Regions from separate parts of the Mus musculus genome. Here regions 1, 2 and 3 are each linked to region 4. The links are chromatin contacts, called in public Hi-C and promoter capture Hi-C maps. All regions are on one chromosome and are shown on one strand. Each heading gives the region's core, a stretch centred on a gene start, on an enhancer-like site or on the middle of the called end of the contact. The rest is flanking DNA. Distances are from core to core; before and after follow the strand shown.

Region 1 (2,700 bases), core at 71-2,570, 450 kb after region 4:
CCTCCTTAGCCCTCCTCCCTCAGACCCAAGTTTTAACTTCCTCCTCTTCCTCAAACAGAGCCCTGAGCCTCTTCCCTCCAGGTCCACCCACATGTGCCCAGCCCTTCACTCACTGTTTTTTGCAGTGGGCTGCCGTGAGGACCCATCTGTCTCCAACCAGGACACCCCCACAGATCAGTCTCTCGCCCTGGAACAAGGCTGCCTGCCAAGGCTGGGAGTGGGGTATACACTCTCGACCTTCCAGGATCTTGGAGCCCTGAGCTCTGGTGAGCCCTGCATCAGGAAGGAGAAGGGTGGGTCGCCACCCTCGATGTCAGAGCCCCAGCCAGGAAAGCCACTGTGGGTTCAAATGGACACACAGGCCAGTTCCTCTGCGGACCGTCTCTTATGCCTTCAACAGATAAGTTTCCAGCATCCATTGGAACATGGCCACATGTAAGTTCACTGAGACCTGAGAATAATCAACACTAGGCACAGCCCTCACCATGCTTCCACGCACGTCTACACGAGTTCTAGACATCCCCACACCAAATTCAGCTTTGTCTGACAGGCAATAAGAATCTCTTCCGCAGCCATGCATCTATGGGAAACTCAACCCACTTCCTCACCACTGAGTTGCTATCTCTACTCGCTACCAAGAAAGCTCCCCGGTCCCCAAGCCCACCACAGGCACCCACACACCCACGTGTCAGAAGGAACTCACTCAGAGTCCAGTAACCCCTACCCCACTGAAGGCCCTGGGTGGTGGGACCTGTTCCTCTCACCTGCCCACGCTCCCATGAACAGAAGCAGAAGGATCCACGGCTGGATTGCACAGGGTGGGGGGCGTCCCATGGTGGCCTCTGAGGAAGAGGGTGGAACTAAGAGGAAGTCCGAGGGAGGAGCCTGAGATCTTGTTGTCTGGGGAACTGGGGGAAGGAGGTGTTTCCGGAGCTGTCTTGAGTCTTGCTGGAGGATGGAGCTAGGGGCTGAGAAAGCTAGGGCAGAGCTCTAGATCCCCGAATTTTAGTGTGGGGGAGAGCTTGCTGTTGGGGATCCAGACATTATAAAGGAGTTCTGGCCCACTTGTGAGATTGGAGAGAAAGATCTGAGGCTGTGACTCCAACGTCCTGGGGAAGAGGGAGCTTAAGAGACCCGCTTGAAGATCCTGAGAGAAAGAATGTGAGCCTGGGGGTGGGAGGGTCCTGGGCTCAGAGAAAGGGGACCTCCCTGCGCCTGAGGTCCGTGTCTGGGGACCTCTGCGCCTCACCTTCCAGAATGCAAGGGGCGGGGTCACTCGGACTCGGTGGAAGAGGCCCCCGGACTTCCCTTCGGTGTGTCGGGTACAAGATTTTGCAGCCTTTTAACGAGGAAGCCCCGCCCACGGCCCCGCCTTCTGCCCGCACCTTGCTGCGGTGCGGCTGAACCCGCAAGCGCTCGAGGAGGGGCACGGGCTGGAGTGACTTTAGGAGGAGGGACTGGAGCCTCGGAAACCGAGGTGAGGACTAGAGGGGCAGTGCACCGACCCCCGGGGTAGAACGGAAGAGATGGGTCGGAGGGAGGCAACTGGAACCTGGGCTCGTGGGCCTGATGGAGGAGGGCTGGTATTTGGATATCTTGGTCTGAGAGAGAAGGAACAAAGCCTGGACCCGAGTCTGAGGGAGAAAAGTGAAAGCTTGAATCCCCGAGTCCGAGGGAAGTGAGTTGGGGTTTGAATACCTCATCTGAACCCCTGGATTTAAGGGAGGAGCTCTGATTTAGACTTCGGAGTTGGAGGGTGGAGGTTGAATCTGAAGAAGGACTGGGGTGTTCTGCAGGGTCTGAAGAAGCAGGGGGCTGGAATTAAGTTCTCTGTCCTTAATGAAGGATGGGCTTGAAACTGAATTTTGTGAAAATTGGGAAAGGCGGTGTTCTGGTTGGGGACTTTGAGGGCGGGTCAGGAACCAGCCCGGGGCATCTGGGTAGGCAGGTTAGGGTGGCGCTGTAACCTGGTTTCCCCTTCCTCCCAGGGCGGCGGGACCAGCCCTGGCTGAAGTCCCAAGGTGCTGCAATAAGCTTGTTGTTAAGGTTGCAGAGGTTCGGCCGGAGCAGGTTCGTTCATTTACCCTTTCCTCCCAACCTGTGCGCACCCTGTATCCCACATTACAGGCGACAGGAAGTGATCGTTCCTATGGTTTATTCTGATTCACCTGGGGGCTCTAGAGAGATCAATGCTCCCATCATCCTATGTCAAGAGTCAGACCCAAAACACACTCGGAGCAGAACCCAGAGCTGTTTGAGGTCCACGTGCGCAGAATAGGCGCAGTCCTAGCGTGACTAGGAGTGGGGACAAATGGGATGGAGTCCAGAGAAGAAATCCTATTGGGTGAAATATGAAGGGTTGCAGCAGCTATTTAGGGAAAGATATTTCTTGGCGGTGATCCTGAGGGTTGGGCTATTCCAGAGAATGGTGATTAAAATGGTGTAGCATGGGCCAGGAGCAAAGGAGGTGTGTCTCAGTTGGTTTTTTTTTTTTTTTTGAAGGGGCGTGGTTTTATTATAATTGTTTTGCCTGGGAGCAGACCCCAAGAGGGAAGATGACCTAAGTGGGAGGAGTCTTCGGGGGAGACTAAGGAGTGAAGTCTGAGGGTCCGAAGTCTGAGAGGGCGGAGTTTCATCATGGGGCGTGCGGGGGTGCTTTGACACGCATCAGAGAAGCTGGGGCTCTGGAATCCTGCAGCA
Region 2 (2,700 bases), core at 97-2,596, 280 kb before region 4:
ATAAAGTGTACATCAAAATTAAGCCGTCTTGGGACCCTTTATTAGGAACTGTCCCCTGCACCTCCACATGAACTCTTCTGAGACTGTGGCAGTCATAGGGAGGGAGGGGGAGGGAGGGGGAGGGAGAAAGGAAGGTGGTGGGCCAGGCTAGGGCTTGAATGAGGAAACCATTGTTTCCCACCTTGCTTTTCTGCTCACCCCTCCATTCCAGACATCTGACTGTTCGGTTTTTGTTTTTTTGTCTTGAAGATAGGCTCTTCCTTACGTTGTAGTTCAGGCTGGTCTTGAAGTCACTCCAATGGCCCTGTCTCAGCTCAGTCTCTGGAATTCCGGGTTACAGGGGTGTGTTACTACAATGGGTTGCTGTGCAACTTGCCTGCTCCCTAGGGAGCGAGGTGGAAGTTTTTGCACTGCAACCAATGGTGTGACAGGACTTTGTGCCCCCAGAAGCCAGGAAGCTTCCGGCTGTTAGGGGATCTTTTTTTTGAAAGTAGAAAGGAGGGAGGGACACAAAGAGTAAAAGGGGGGGGGGAGGACAGCTTGTCTTCGATACCCTGGTTCCTTCCTCTGACACCCTTCTGGGCCAGCCACACCTGTGGTTCCCCAAGTGTCCCTCTCCTCCTCCTTACCCGCTCCTCCCCTCTGGTGCTGGGAAGGAGCCGGGCCTGGGCAGCTCTCCAGGGCCTTCCCGGCCTCTCTGCACTTGGCCGGTGACGGGCAGCCGGCCAGGCCGCTCCCATTGGGACCCGGATCAGAATAGGGCGGGAGGGACACCGAGAACTCTTCCCTGAGGCCGGCACCCGTCCTGCCTACGCGGGGGAAATCGGACTATCCTTCCCGTCTCTGGTTTCTAGAAAACTCCTGACTGGGGCTAAGAAAGGCTTCCAGAACCCGCCCCGCTTGCCCCGTGCACCTGAGACTCCCAGCCCCCCACGCCCGTTCCCAAGACCCAGGATTTCCCTCCCTTTTTTCCTTTTCTCTTTTCCTCCTCGTTCTTTGCCCCCACACAAGTGCCCTCTCTGCTTCCCCCCTCTCCCCATCTTGTGCTCTGGCCACTTCTCGTTCCTCCTTCTCCCCCCCACTTCATCCAGGACCTAAGAATCTGGACCCCTGTGCCCCCAGACTCTGGGGTTCCAGTTCCCCTCTTTCTGCGGTCACGCAGTCTTCACCTTTGCACCTCCACAGACTCAGGTGTCTAAGCACCACATCCCATCCCCACTAGGGCCTTGGCATCCCTCCACTCCTGCCTGCTCGCTATTTCTCGCCCTTTAGAGCATGCAAGAGGAATGCGGGGCGGCCCTGCGCTGCCTCCTGGGAGTCTCGAGACTCCATAAAGGGCTCCTCCTGGAGACCCACCTGTCCCTGCTAGGGCCTGGTTAGAGCCACTGCGGTCCCAAGTCCTGGGAGCAGGAGAAGGTCGCCGACATGCCTGAGGCTAAACCAGGTGGCTGGCCCGAAACCTTCTTGGGGGTGGGGGTGGGGATGGGGTGGAGGGTAGGGTGCACACAAGGGGATTTCTACTATGGGAGGAGGGGGTCCTTTGCCTGTTCCTACATCTAGGTAGAGTGTAGGTTCCTTTCCTGCTTGGGGAAGAGGGACCCTTTCTGTGTGCACAGATGGGTCCCTTCCTAATGCAGGACCATGAGGTCTATTGTCTGTGTAGGGTCAGGAGTCCCCTTCCTCTTCGGGGACTGGGAGACCCATCTTGGGTAGAAATCTCAGTTGTGCAATTATAAATTGGCCTCGGTTTTCTTTCTCTCTCCCCTTCTCTCTTTGCTCTCTCACCCCACCCCTGCCCCCAAGCCCTCCAGGCTGTCCTCAAAGTCTGCAGCCTAGGCTGGCCCCAAACTCACTCCGGAGCTAAGGCTGGCTGGGAAGTCCTAAAATCATACTGCCTCAGTCTACCAAGACTGGACGGCAGGCATGGGCTACTACACCCTGCTGGGGGTGTGTGTGTGTGTGTGTGTGTGTGTCTCCTTTTCTTCTTTCCTTTCCTTTCTTTTTTCTCCCCATCCCCTTTTTCTTTTTGGTTTTTCAAGACAGGGTTTCTCTGGTGTATCCCTGGCTTTGGCTGTCCTAGAACTAGCACTGTAGACCAGCTTGGTCTCAAACTCACAAGAGATCCACCTGCCTCTGCCTCCCATGTGCTGGGATTAAAGGCGTGCACCACCATGGCCTGGCAATATAATTTTTTTTTTCTATGTGGGTGTCTCTTTTTCTTGAGGCTGACAGGATCTTGCTTGTGCATTGCTGGGGCTCAGCTTGGGGACAGGGTCCTCTCCAGGTGGGCGAGCACCCTCGAGGTAGTTGAGTCTCCTCACTGAGTGAAGATTAGGATCATAGGGTGCTTCTATGGACACAACAGGACTCCATGTGCATGGAACGATACTCTTCTGTGTAAATATGAGAACCCCTTTGGTGTGCGCATTGGACTTCTGTGAAGGAATCGTGTGTCTCTCTTCCATGGGTGGGGCCCTCTTTTTCCTGCTGTGCTGGGGAAGGAATCCAGAGCCTCCTACCTGCTTGGCAAATACTGGCCATGTCCCAGCACCCCCGTCTCTCTTCATGTGCAGTTAGGCACGGGAGGCATTAGGTCCTTAGGGGGCAGGGATAGTCTATATGCTGGTTAGGGCTTTCTCCTTTTGTGGAAGTGGGCACTGCACACAAGCCCTGGTGTCACCTACCCCTAGGTGGCTGTTC
Region 3 (2,916 bases), core at 264-2,763, 470 kb after region 4:
GAGTGACTCTGATCTTTCTCTCTGAAGATTCATCTGGTCTCCTTTCCCCATCTCCCACCCGGATCACGGTTCCCTCAGGAGCCCCTACACTGGGGGCTGGACGTGGTGCCCCATCCAGAAATGAGGCAGCTGGTGCCTGCAGCGACACAGTGTGGGGACAGGGTGAGTGGCTGCACAGCTCGGGTAAAGAAGACGGGAGACGACATCTTCACAAGCATTATGTCATTCCGGTGGTCTTTGTTGGGGAGGCTGTTGTTGAAGTCGGGGTGGGGGAAGGACTCAGTGGCCATCCGCCTCTGCTCACAGCCGTCTGTCTTCTCTAGATTGTGCTCTCCAAGGAGGATCACGTAATGGCTGAGGTGGGAGAGATGTGGTCAGAGGTAGAAAGGTAGGGGGACAGGGCAGGGGTGGGGAGGGAGAGATGATGAATTGTGCCTTGTGAACACCCAGACCCATCTACCATCACTCGCTCCTTCATCCTCATCCTGACTAAGGCCATCATCTATTCTAAGACCACCTCATTCCTTTGTCATCAACTCAACTAGATCCCCATCATACAAACTAATGCCACTCCATCCCCAAACCCTCTATCTTCATACCAACCAGGCCTCCGTCATACACACTAATGCTACTTTACCCTCTCCAGTCTGATCATCCATGCTAACACCACACCATCCCCAACCCCTCCACCCACTGCTGCCACCCCCACACGTTCTCTCTGGACCCAGCCCCTCTCTCCATTCATCTCTCCATCTCCAGCCCCCTCCCAGCCCCGCCCAGCCCCGCCCCAGCCCCCGCACCCACGGCTTGCGGCAGTGGGCTGCTGTCAGGAGCCATTTGGGGGCGATGAGGGTTGCCCCACAGAGAAGCCGTGTCTTCTGAAAGAGGGCCACCTGCCATGGCTGTGAGTGAGGCCTGCACTCATAACCCTTGATGATCCTCGTCTCTCCCCCTACGTGCCCTGAAGGGGGCAAAAGATGAAGTACAAGCATAAGAGGGGGTAGGCTGGTAGAGAGACCCCAGAAATGAAAGTAAGCAAAAGAATAGCTGTTCTCATTCTTAGCTGTCACGTGCTGGCATAAGACTATACTTCCAGGTCATTAGTGGCTGTCCTAAGATTTTGAGGGGACCCAACCCCCACCCCCATTCCTCCTCTTAGTCCCACTTGATTATGCCTGGTATAGCTCAGACTACTTCATGGGGGTGATCTCCAAGCAGGTGTCACTGTAGCTGGGGGGCCTTAGAAGTAGAATAGGGAGCCCCCCTTCCCTCTAAGCCCCACCGTACCTGTTACCAGAGCAAGTGCAATGAGTCGGAGAATCATCCTGGCCTGGAGTAGGGCAGGGCGGGCGCCAGGTTCCCCTGGGGACAAGGAGGGAGGTCTAATCACTTTAAGAGGCGATCAGAATGCTGGCTTTTGGGTTTTCTTCTTTCCTTCACCTGTTGGGTCTCTCTGCTTCTCTGACTACCTGCCTCCTTCCCCCAGGGGAACCTCCTGGTTCTCACACCAATCCCCAAGCCTGTAAGAAAAGCCTTGTGCTTCCAGAGTGGCTTGGATCTAGGCTAGCAGCTTCCTGGATATTGAGAACAACAAAACAGCTGGGAGGGGCTTTGTTGGGCAAGGCTCCTGGCTCACTCAGGTTGAGCTGCTCGGAGAAGGAAGACCCCGGGAGAAAATCTTAGAGAATATTTTTCTTTTTCTTTACATGAGAACCTGGCTTGTTCCACAACTGGGAGCCCCACAACTGGGAAGACAAGGGGGAAGGGGCTAACTACTGGGTAAGGACCTCATTTTTGATGTCCCAACATGTAGAATATTAGGGACCTGTGAGGTCTGTCCACAACCAGTGAAGTCTCTCCCTCCACCTTGCTGAACTCCAGTGAAGGACAGCTGGACTGGGCTGGGTGTGGTTGGCTAAGGGACAGCTGGTGCCTACAGCTGCCCTGGCTGGCGGGGGTGGGAGAGAAGGGCAGGACGAAGCCACCTGAGGGGACGGACTGGACGGAGGTCACTGAGTTTGGGGGCAGCAGTTTAGAGGTGAGAGATACAGAGGGAAGCAGAGTGTGGCTTCAAGTCCCTCCCCATCTTCCAAGGACATCTTCAAGAGGGGGAAAATGCATGCTGGGACAGAAGAGGCCTAGCTTCTAGGATGGCAGTCTTCTGGAATGGGTGGGGGTGGGGGTGGGGGTGGGGATGAGGGTGGGGGTGGGAGAACCTTCCCTTCTCTCCTGGATTCATTCCTGGGCTCTGGGGATGGGAACTCTAAAGGGTGCGGTTGACACTGCAGCAGGCTGGGTCTGAGCACCTGGGGAGAAGGCAGGCAGGCAGGCAGGCAGAGGGCTTGGCCTCCGGAAGGGGGGCCGCTGGGATGACTGGGCTTCTAATCCTGCCTTATTGCCCTGGGAGAGAGCTGTGTGTGGGCCCTCCCAAGGCAGCCTTGGGGTCTGGGAGACAAGATATCACTTGTCTGAGCCCCTCTTCTCCCTGTGGTCTCCTCTTCTTGTAGGTATACCCTTTTTTTTTCCAGCAGGTCTCAGAGTCTCGGGCCCCCACATCCCTCTCTCCCCTCTGTGTGTGTGATTTTGGTCTCTGCCTCTAGGCTTCTGTCCCTGCTTGTCTTTGGATCCTTGTTTCCTCTTGTCACAGCTTTTTGTCCCTACAACCCCTTTCTAGGCCTCCCATTGTGCCTGTCTCTGTCTCCTCTCTAAGGCCTCCATTGCTCTCTCTCCTCCTGTGGGCCTCTCCCTTCTCACAGCCTAGGCCCAGCGGGCCCCTTGGCCTCCTTTGGGCCCTCCCTTCTCCTTTCCAAAGAGGGGGGAATCTGGGGCGTCATAGAGGTGGGGCTGCTTGCCTGGTGAAGGGGCAGGGACAGGACGGTGGGGGAGGCAGGTCAGGGCCTGTGACAGCCATGGCTC
Region 4 (2,817 bases), core at 135-2,634:
AACATCACAGGAGCCTCAGGCCTTCTGCAATGTCAAGGCTACTTGCCTTCAGGGATGGTGGCCAAGCTAACACAATAGAAAAGATTGACAAACACAAAATCCACTAGAGGCTCCAAGTTCCCCAGTCCAGTAGGTCCATAGAGATTCCCTATGGACATGATGTTCTGTCTTGGTTCGTAACCTTGAAAAACACAACCTGCAAAGACACACATCCTTCTGAGGAGCCTGGTGGGAGAACTATGGGGGTTCTACAGAGCAAAATGCAAACAAGCAAAACCCTGCTGAGATTTTATATATATAATATAGGCTTATATACATATATATATTTATATAAATAAATAAATAAATAAATGGAAGGCCCAGTGACTTACTCAGCGAGATTTGAACCACCCTGTGAAAGCTGTCTGGGAGATGATTTAGCAAGGAACACAAAGAGAACAGTAGGATTCCCAAGAGGAAAGAGTTTAATCAAGTGTGATAATGGCACTGACCAGTAAGTAGGCAGAAAAAGATTGGTTTACAGGCAAAGGTGTGGTTAAAATATTTTGGGAGAAATATGTAATTTACTTGAGTAGCTGAACCGAAAATGCTTGTACCATCAGGCCCTACAAGACCATCCTGTAGCCATTGTATTAGTATTCTTGCAGGTGAACAAAGGCCTGGCTCCCTTCCTCCTCGTCTACTCCTACCTGCTGCTCCGAAGCAATCCAGTCCTCCACGTGCACTCACTTCCGCCTTGGTAACTCCGTATCGTGTATCTGCCCCTACACCCCATCCTCCTCCAGCCCTCATGTGTTCTAGGTTGCACAAAATTGCCAAAATCCCACACGGGGGAGGGGCAGTGGTAGAGATTTCCTACGGAGAGAACCTGCAGGTAGCACGGGGCTGTCACTGGGAGGAAAGATTCTATGTCACACACCCCCCTCCCTGTCGCCTAAAAAAAAAAAAAAAACCGGGAAGATGGCGGACAAGACCCGCGACGTGAGCAGCAGAAATGGCGTAGCCCGGCTAAGGCAAGACAAAGGAAGGCCTGGCCCGGCATCCCAAGCTCCACAAACCTGGCGAAAGGCATTGTCCCGAAAGTACCCGCATCCGCCCCTTCGAGAGAAACCCTGGTTCCAGCCCGAGCACGCCCGCGGCCCCAAGCAGCGCCCTTGAGCCCGTCCGCGCGACAGGTACACCCGTGACCAGGCCACGGACACCTCGGGACACGTGCTTCCCAGGGTGCAAAGCAGCACCACCGACTGGAAGGTACCGAGGCCAACACCGTGGAAAAACTCACCGGGACAGACCTCACCTCACACGCGATCGCCACAGGCGCGCGCCACCGCCGCGTGTCCCCATTTATAGCGCGCGCTGCCCGTCAGCCCCACCCATCGCGCTCGCAAGGCCCCGCCTCCAGCGGCTCTTGGGCCCCGCCCTGAGGTAGCCCACACTTACGCCTGAGCCGGGGATCCTGCTTTCACGGTGGCAGAAAGAATAAACGTCTGTTGCCCTTAGGACATTCCTGATCAGGTGATAAGGTACGTTGTTCCCAAAGAGGATGAAGAGAATGAAGAACATATCTGAAAGGTTCTTCCGTTACTTCCGTCAGGCAGCTCTTAGACAGCTCCCAAGGAGAGGGCGGGACGAGAAAGCCCCCCATGGGGTGGGGGTTTGGCCAGAACCGGAAATCCCCCGACTTGCCAGCGCGGCAGGCTAGCTCGTTTTTGCTGCAGAAGCTGGGGTCCGCTAAAAGGGCCCACCCGGCAGTAGTCGCAGCTGCGGCGCGGGAGGCAGGACCAGCACACACTGGCAGACTTTTAGGGAACCATGGGTGTGGTGTAGTTAGAGGGCTGGGTTCTGTGATGTGCGGGCCCGGAGCGGGGACGCTAGGGCGGAAAGGAGGGGAATTCCCTGTGCCAGAAAGAGGGCAGGTTGGGGTCTGGACCCCTGGGTGTGAGGGAGGGTGGGTGGTGTCTGGACCCTTGTGTATGAGGGCGTGAGGCTGGAGGGCTGCACTACTGGGTTTGAATCTGGAGGCTGAGATAAGGACTGCTGGGTCTGAGGAAGGAGGCGGAGGGCTGGAACCCCTAGGTCTTGGGGGATAAGGGTCAGGGTTCTGAATACTTGGATGAGCTCGAAGTGGGTCCTCAACCACAGAAGTCATAGAACATTTTTTTTTTAAAAGTCTGCACCTCATACCAGTTCTCTCTTTCTTCATTTTGCCCTCCAAATAGTCTATGTTACACTCTTCAAGCTCTAGATTCCTTAATGTGACCTGAGTATTCTTTGTTTAGCTGGCCCTCTGCTCATTAGGGCTCTTTCTCATTCCGCTGGGGAGACTGGCCTGGGAACCTAGTGGTCTGAAGTAAAGGGAAAGATTCTTCTCTTAGGTAAACGAGTTTCCATTATTGCTGCTGGCTCACACCAGAGGAAAGTCAATAGTTTGATGAGACAAGGCCTCTCTCTCTAGAACAGGCTGGCCTTGAGCTCAGAAAGCTCCCTGTCTGCTTCTGTGCTTGGCTCCCGTTACCACATTGATGGTTAATATGGTCAACTTCTCCAAATCTGGTATTACCTAGGAAAGAAGCCTTGGAGCATACCTTGTGGAGAGTTATCTAGGTTAGCTTAGCCGCTGACCATGCACAGGTTATCTTAGTTGGGTTAGTTGACCTGGGAAGGCACACCCACTATTGGGGAACCATGGGCTGCATAAATGGAGAAAGCTGAGCACCAGTGTAAATGTCCCTCTGACTGCAGATGCAGTGTGACCAGCAGCCTCCTCAAGCTCCTGCCTCCTTGACCCTCACCTTACCTCTCCATGTGATGAACTGC

The links. Promoter capture Hi-C pulls out the DNA fragments that hold promoters and counts their contacts. Hi-C and Micro-C count contacts between places; a contact is called where the count stands out from the background.
Region 1: a contact with region 4 is called in a Hi-C map of Th1 cells, with 3 times the contacts expected there. The contact joins the promoter of Klk8 here to the promoter of 2410002F23Rik in region 4. A contact is called at or near these places in 7 of 39 promoter capture datasets (embryonic stem cells, hippocampal neurons, neural stem cells and 1 more), 3 of 484 Hi-C or Micro-C datasets (Th1 cells, cortical neurons and embryonic stem cells), 8 of 115 datasets of contacts at active chromatin or transcription factors (T-cell acute lymphoblastic leukemia, embryonic fibroblasts, embryonic stem cells and 3 more) and 3 of 9 other capture datasets (adipose tissue, embryonic stem cells and liver).
Region 2: a contact with region 4 is called in a promoter capture Hi-C map of neural stem cells. The contact joins the promoter of Mybpc2 here to the promoter of 2410002F23Rik in region 4. A contact is called at or near these places in 2 of 39 promoter capture datasets (embryonic stem cells and neural stem cells), 2 of 484 Hi-C or Micro-C datasets (the G1E-ER4 cell line and embryonic stem cells), 5 of 115 datasets of contacts at active chromatin or transcription factors (acute myeloid leukemia, embryonic hindbrain, embryonic stem cells and 2 more) and 5 of 9 other capture datasets (adipose tissue, embryonic stem cells, liver and 2 more).
Region 3: a contact with region 4 is called in a promoter capture Hi-C map of neural stem cells. The contact joins the promoter of Klk11 here to the promoter of 2410002F23Rik in region 4. A contact is called at or near these places in 7 of 39 promoter capture datasets (the 3T3-L1 cell line, embryonic stem cells, hippocampal neurons and 2 more), 1 of 484 Hi-C or Micro-C datasets (embryonic stem cells), 5 of 115 datasets of contacts at active chromatin or transcription factors (the NIH/3T3 cell line, embryonic fibroblasts, embryonic stem cells and 1 more) and 1 of 9 other capture datasets (liver).

Annotation. Positions count from the first base shown.
Region 1 is chr7:43,796,197-43,798,896 of GRCm38.p6, reverse strand. It overlaps Klk8 (kallikrein related-peptidase 8), which reads right to left and starts at 1,320. Exons shown (of 5, transcript NM_008940.3): 1 at 765-1,320; 2 at 114-273. The coding sequence starts at 834. It overlaps Klk9 (kallikrein related-peptidase 9), which reads right to left. Exons shown (of 5, transcript NM_028660.3): 5 at 2,141-2,700.
Region 2 is chr7:44,523,315-44,526,014 of GRCm38.p6, reverse strand. It overlaps Mybpc2 (myosin binding protein C, fast-type), which reads left to right and starts at 1,346. Exons shown (of 28, transcript NM_146189.3): 1 at 1,346-1,444. The coding sequence starts at 1,426. Spib (Spi-B transcription factor (Spi-1/PU.1 related)) reads left to right here. Exons shown (of 6, transcript NM_019866.1): 6 at 1-20.
Region 3 is chr7:43,774,926-43,777,841 of GRCm38.p6, reverse strand. It overlaps Klk11 (kallikrein related-peptidase 11), which reads right to left and starts at 1,513. Exons shown (of 5, transcript NM_019974.2): 1 at 1,288-1,513; 2 at 805-961; 3 at 89-354. The coding sequence starts at 1,324.
Region 4 is chr7:44,245,289-44,248,105 of GRCm38.p6, reverse strand. 2410002F23Rik (RIKEN cDNA 2410002F23 gene) reads right to left here and starts at 1,384. Exons shown (of 6, transcript NM_025880.4): 1 at 1,283-1,384. LOC115486841 (a small nucleolar RNA gene) reads right to left here and starts at 16; the gene lies at 1-16.